Regions from separate parts of the Rattus norvegicus genome. Here region 1 is linked to region 2. A link is a contact called in public Hi-C data. All regions are on one chromosome and are shown on one strand. The core of a region is the stretch at or near the end of the contact, and the rest is flanking DNA. Distances in the headings are between cores, read along the strand shown.

Evidence for each region. A called contact is a pair of places that touch in the nucleus more often than the background predicts.
Region 1: a contact with region 2 is called in a Hi-C map of the A7r5 cell line, with 2.0 times the contacts expected there. The contact joins the enhancer-like site here to the promoter of Gch1 in region 2. A contact is called at or near these places in 3 of 12 Hi-C or Micro-C datasets (the A7r5 cell line, the Rat2 cell line and Schwann cells).

The regions. Positions count from the first base shown.
Region 1 is chr15:22,975,632-22,979,190 of GRCr8, reverse strand. It overlaps Wdhd1 (WD repeat and HMG-box DNA binding protein 1), which reads left to right. Exons shown (of 25, transcript NM_001107255.1): 16 at 1-21; 17 at 609-740; 18 at 3,028-3,242; 19 at 3,340-3,455. Among named protein-coding and RNA genes, the nearest start is that of Wdhd1, 25 kb to the left of the region's middle. Within about 2 kb of position 1,625, at least 6 of the 93 cell types and tissues checked have an H3K27ac peak or open chromatin away from gene starts, as enhancers often do. A contact at or near this core is called in the A7r5 cell line, where this site is marked.
Region 2 is chr15:22,915,986-22,919,173 of GRCr8, reverse strand. It overlaps Gch1 (GTP cyclohydrolase 1), which reads left to right and starts at 1,762. Exons shown (of 6, transcript NM_024356.1): 1 at 1,762-2,204. The coding sequence starts at 1,889.

The sequences.
Region 1 (3,559 bases), core at 376-2,875, 60 kb before region 2:
ACAGAGAAAGGCCAAATGGAGGTACGTGGATGCCTTAATACTGTAAATTTTGTAGTAAATACTTGTTACACAGAAGATTTTAGATCATCACACAGTCAGTGTTGGACATTACTACACTTATGATTCAATAATGCAGTAGGACCCTTTGATCACAAAGCTGTCACAGCTTCCAGGGCTGACTGCAGAGGAGATGGTTTTGACTGGGAGGCCCTCACCAGGGGTAGACCTTCCCTGGTAGGATCAGGTAAGCCCTCCATACTGACCATAAACTCATCCTACTTCTGCACCCAGCTCTGCTTTTAAAAGGCATTTGAAACCTTGCAGTTAGTTATGTTAGGTAGGAAGCAGATCGTCTTCAGAACTGGTTTACGACGTTCTCTGAGGGCTGATCATATAGGAAACAAAAATGCTATACACATACACACCTCTTTTTAAAGGCTAGAACATAAAGCCAAGCCATTGTAGCACATTGAGATTTGGATTGTAAGTAAGATCATATAGAAGGGAGGGTTTCAGAAAATAATTTAAAGTTGGCACCTTAATGTTCACCTAACACTTGTCCAGTATTAGGCAATGTTCAGTCTTGTGTACTTCTATCCATTTTCCAGGAACAATTTTGGCATTCGGTTCTGTTTCACAACTACCTTGATTACTTGGCTGAAAATGGTTATGATTATGAGGAGAGCATTAAAAAACAGGCAGTAAAAGAGCAGCAGGAACTCTTAATGAAGATGCTTGCGGTGAGTAAAATATGTTGCAAAGTTAAAGTTTAATTATTTTCTTAGGTTGAGAAAAAATTTTTTTCTTTTGAGACAAGTTTTCTGTATGTAGCCCGGGCTGTCCTGGAACTTGCTCTGTAAACCAGGCTGGCCTCCAACTCAGATGTCTGCCTGCCTCTGCGTTGTGATGAGTAAAGGCGTGCGGCACCATCCCAGCCTTAGGTAGAATTCCTTAAATATATGTAAGTAAAGACTAAATTCAGGGGTTGGGGATTTGGCTCAGTGGTAGAGCGCTTGCCTAGCAAGCGCAAGGTCCTGGGTTCAGTCCCCAGCTCTGAAAAAAAAAGAAAAAGAAAAAGAAAAGAAAGACTAAATTCTACCTTCTAGGATACACAGCTTTTTTTTCCCCTTAAAATTTCTATCACAGTTTTGCTGTTACAGTTAAAATATTTGAACTATTTCCCTACAGCTAAGGCTGCAGGTGGGAGAGTAAGCTTTTCTGGCGTCGTGCCCACCACCGGGCTCTAGCTGATGCAAGTGTGACAGCCACTGTTGTGACTCTTACTCATCTACGCCACAGGGTTTAGGTATGGCTGTTGTAGATCTCCAGGGTTGGACACTTTTAAGACCGTTCTTAGGCTTCCCAATTTCCCAGCCTTTTGTCAGCACCAGTGGCTAGGTTTGCTGCCCTGGCTTCTTCACTACATTTCTCTTTGAAGCGGAGTCTCTTAAGGGTTGTTGTCCTGTTTTCAGGTTTTTGTTTATTGAAAGGAATGTAATTCCATTGTTGACCTTTGAGGGAAGTGACCGCTAATTCATTCTAGCCACTGCAAGAACCATGCTGCCCTCTGAGTCAGAGTTCCACTTTGCTTAAAAGTGCTTCTTCTAGAGTAATAGCAGTCCTGAGGAGGCTGTGCTGAAGATATAGAGCTTCTTCCTCATAGGGCAGGAGCGTAAATTACAAAATGCTCCTGCACCGTGAGTCATAAGAGCTCTTCTGTCCCTTAGAGTACTAAGAACTTACTCTGAGCTCGAGTTGTCATGTGCTGGGTTGTCAGTTCAAACCAAAGACAAAGGCGAGTATTTTCTACGATGCATTAAATGAATAATGTTCCTCTCACCTCCTCCTGTTCTTTGTAAGATGTTAACGGAGGCCAGAAGAGGGTATTAAGTGGAGCTCTGGACAGTGAGGAGCCTTTGTGTGGTGTTGGGAATAGAACCTAGGCCCTCTCCAAGAGCAGCAAATCTTCTTTGAAAGAACTGGAGTTGGCCCAGGACTCCCTAAGACCAAGTTCTCAGCACAAAGATTTATTTCCTTCACGAGGGACAAGGGGGCAAGGAACAAGGAACAGGAGACAGGGTAAGGGGGAAGGAAAAGGAACAAGGGAAAGGGAGAAGGGTATTTGCCCTGGAAGGACAAGGGTGCCTCTGGGTAGAAGGGACACAGATGGCAAATGACAGTTTGTAAAGGAAAAAGAGAAACCTGTTAGGAAGATTTGGTTTGTTTTTGGCTGGGCATGTAAATTAGGTGACAAAAGGGCTTTTGGTTGCTGGAATTCGGTACTTTGACTAGTTAAGTAAGGGAATAGACCTTGATGGCCAGCTTTAGGAATGTAATCTATGGTTTAGCAAGGCAGAAGGGAGTGGGAGGGGCAAGGCCTGCCAGAGGCATGTGTGCTATGCTGGTGCCTCCCAGAGCCCTTCATTCTTAACCACCGAGCCATCCCTCCTGCCCCAGAATACCCTTATTTTATATTATAGACATAGAAAGTGCAAATGTTAATTTAGAAGTTGTATATCTGTTCTGGTAGTTGAAGGCCACAGACAGTATTGCACATGAAATTTTAAGCATGTCTCTTTTTCCCATCCACATTCGCTTAGTAGCATTTGTTGTCCAGTTCTGAGCAAAGAGTAACTGGTTTTTGTCTTAATTCACTTTTTAAAATTCCCTGCCTTGTGGTGAGTGGCAGCTGGAGAAAAAGTGGAGAGTTACGTGTAGGTTTTGAACAGCTGTACTAGTTCTTGTGCACTTTACATCTGAAATGTGTCCTGTCCCATTGAGTCGAAGCTGCTAGTTGTGAACGCACCATTATTTCACTCACTTAAGCCTCTAAGGGACACTGTTGATCAGACCAGCACACCATTAATTATAAGATAGTCCGCATTTTCTAGCTGTACGTGTGCATTTTAGAAGCATTAGATCGTGCACTCAGAAGACTTAATTGCACTAGTCCTGTCAGTCTTTCCTTTCCTTTCCTTTTTTTAAGTGTGACTTAACATGATTTGATTTTGAATCTCCCCTGATTAGCTGTCTTGTAAACTGGAACGAGAATTCCGCTGTGTGGAACTTGCAGATCTAATGACTCAAAATGCTGTGCATTTAGCCATTAAATATGCTTCTCGCTCTCGGAAATTAATATTGGCTCAAAAACTTAGTGAACTTGCCGCAGAAAAGGCAGCCGAGTTGGCAGAAATCCAGACAGAAGAGAGAGAAGAGGATTTCAGAGAAAGACTGAATGCTGGGTAAAAGAACATCAACTATTTGAATTTTCCTTACTGTCTTGAATATGAAGTTGGTCTTTGCATTTGTTTCTTATGCTATAACACTACGACCCATCAGTTACAGCCATACCACTACAGAGTGGAGTCAGCCACGGGTCAGAAGTCAAGTTGAAGAAGATGCTGAGGACAGAGAAGACACCGTTTCAGAAGGAAATCCAGAGCCACAGAACCATGGTGAGACGAGTTTTCAAAACAGTGAAAGATAAGGAGGTTCGGCAGATGGTGGTGCTTGCCGTGCAGTGCTGGCAACCTGGGCTCCACCTGTAGAACACACTGAA
Region 2 (3,188 bases), core at 513-3,012:
ACTGAAGTCCTGGGAGGAGTGGCAGGCGCTCTTAACTGCTGAGCCATTACCCAAGCAGCCCCACTCTTGTCAGTGGTTAGTGTCAGTTCTTGACATAGTACATGCTGTCTGGCTAGAGGGTGTAGCTAGCTGCCCTAGTCCTCTTACTGATCACCAAATTCGAGGTAATGAAAGAAAACAAACTTCCCCTAGATGTTGTGAAAGATAAGGTCAGGGCAGGTTAAAAACCACAGAGCAGAGATCTGGCAGCTTACAAAGATTATTATCTTCCTAGGCATAGGGGACCCCCGTGAGTGCCATTTACTGTAATTTGATAGAGGCCAGAGGGTTTTCTTAGAGGGGCAGGCGTGTTGTATACATTTTAAGCAATTGAACACATTTCAAGTCACAACCTCTCTAGCCTTAAAAGCATGAGAGAGAGGGGGGGGAGGGAGGGAGGGGGAGGGAGCGAGGGAGAGAGAGGGGGGAGGGAGGGAGGGAGGGAGGGGGAGAGAGAGAGGGGGGGGCAGGGCAGATGCTTTTTTTTTTTTTTTCCTTTTCTTTTTTTCGGAGCTGGGGACCGAACCCAGGGCCTTGCGCTTGCTAGGCAAGCGCTCTACCACTGAGCTAAATCCCCAACCCCAGGGCAGATGCTTTTAATCCCATTGTTTGGAAGTATGAGGCAGGCAGATCCCTTGAATCAAAGGCCTTCCTGGTGGTCAACGTAGTGAATTCCAGGCCAGACGGAGCTGTCCCACGAGACTTTGTCTCAAAAAGTAAAACAAAACGCAACAAAAGAATGACTCCAATCAGGTGTATATATGGATGGGGTGGGGTTGGGGGGGGGTGAATGGAACAATGACTCATGAGGTCTAACCCTAGACAAAGATCCACGGGTGACCAAGGAATGCTTAGACTGGGGTAGTCTTCCCCAGGAAAGAGAACACCAATACTAGGTTAGCCCTGAAAACATAAACACACAAGTGACATTATACATCCTGAGCGGGTTGTATTTACATACTTAGAAACACACATACATATATAACGACTATTAAAAACAGAGACTGTGGGGTTGGGGATTTAGCTCTGTGGTAGAGCACTTGCCTAGGAAGTGCAAGGCCCTGGGTTCGGTCCCCAGCTCCGAAAAAAAAAAAAGAACCAAAAAACAAACAAACAAACAAAAAACCAAAAAAAAAAAAAAAAAAAAAAAACCCAGAGACTGTGAATTTGAAAGAGAGCAAGGAGGGAGGAGTTATACGGGAAGGTTTTCAGAGAGGAGAAGGAAAGCAGAAATGGGGTTACTTGTGACCTCGGCGGTGGGGGGAGACCCTAAAAAGAAAAAAAAATATTTTTAAAGGAGCTTAAGGCTGCTTATCACCAGTTTACTTGCTCCACCCTGCCTGCCCCAGCAAGGTCACCTGTTAGCTCATCTTTCTCAGGGCAACTAGACCACATTTTTTTTTTTTTTTTGCGAACACGCCCCCTTTTCCCCGTGGAAAGTGAGGGGGAACGGGTGTCTCTATCTTGGAGGTTCTAGCTCCCCGGATTCTTATCTTTTTGCAGACTCTGTCCTTCCCTTCATAAACCGAGGGGGTCCAACCTGAGGGTTGTCTTGTGCAACTGCGGGGTTTAGGGGCCCTCCAGGAGGGCGGGGCGGAGGGGAGGGGCGAGCGCCTTGACGCAAGAGGCTCGGGCCAATGAGAACGCCTCGCGGTGCCGGCAGAGTCGCCCCGCCATAAAAAGAGAGGCGCGGCGGGGCTCCCCAGCTGGCGGCTTGCCCTAGACTTCGAACCTCATTCGGTGCTGAACTCCTGTCCCGGTGACAGCCACAGGTCACGGCCGCCGGCTAAGCCGAGCCGCAGCGCTTGGTAGCACCTTAGGGTGTCTCGGGAGCAATCGCGCCGGGTCCATGGAGAAGCCGCGGGGTGTAAGGTGCACCAATGGGTTCCCCGAGCGGGAGCTGCCGCGGCCCGGGGCCAGCCGACCTGCCGAGAAGTCCCGGCCGCCCGAGGCCAAGGGCGCACAGCCAGCCGACGCCTGGAAGGCAGGGCGGCCCCGCAGCGAGGAGGATAACGAGCTGAACCTCCCCAACCTGGCGGCCGCTTACTCGTCCATCCTGCGCTCGCTAGGCGAGGACCCCCAGCGGCAGGGGCTGCTCAAGACGCCCTGGAGGGCGGCCACCGCCATGCAGTTCTTCACCAAGGGATACCAGGAGACCATCTCAGGTCGGTACGTGCGCCGGGGTGTGTGAGGCGCGGGAGGCTGGTTCAGGAAGCAGGGGCAGCTCCGGGAACTTTCCCGAGTTGCTTCACTTTTGGCGCACCGAGCCGAGCTGTCACGTCCCAGCCTCTTCTGTGGCCCCGGAGCCTCCACCTGGCCGAGGCGAGGGCCCTTCCTGGGTCGTGTGGCTGGCACTCAGGGCTCTGGGGAGGGTGACCTGCGAGTGCATAGCCACTGACAGTGAACTCCCGGGTGGGAGGGAATGTGGGACCCTCTCACCCCCGCGCCCAGGGTGCGATGAGGCACGTGCAGCACCCACCTTCCCCACGTTAAGGATCCGGTGGACACTGGTTGAAGGCGCTTTTTGGGTGAAGCCAGGTTTCCGTTACACCCAGTAAGCCTGGTAAAGTTAGTTACTCGTAATGGGGCGGAGGACTTCTTCGGAGAGTTGGAATTCCCATCTGATTAATTCAAGTTTAGGACTCGACCAAAATTTGACATAATTCTGGATTCAGATTTACACACAGTTTGAGGTGTGGACTTTCTTGAGCTAGAATTGCTGAAAGTCTTTACTGCTTTATTCCCCCAAAAGAAATAAAGGGATCACCTGCTGCTACTCCGAGGGTTGCTGCTCTCTGGACCCGGGATTCCATGCTTGCGTGCCCCCTCCCCCCTCTAAAATCAGCCGTGTCCGAGCCTGCTGGCAGCAAGTCTTTTCCAGTCAGTGATGAGGAGTTGTGGGTACAGAGGCTGGGTGAAGAGGAAGTGGAAAATGACGAGGGCCTTGCTGCCTATTTGGTAAAGCAGTGTTGGCTTTTATTTTAAAAGGAGAAGCTTCTGGTTCCTTTGGCTGAGTTCAGCGGCCTTATTTCCAGTTTACGTCTGGGCATCTCTGTGACATGTTTCTTTGCCTCCACCACTACTCAAAAAAAAAAAAAAACCCAAAAACAAACAAACAAACAAAAAAAACGGAAACAAAGGTACTGTTT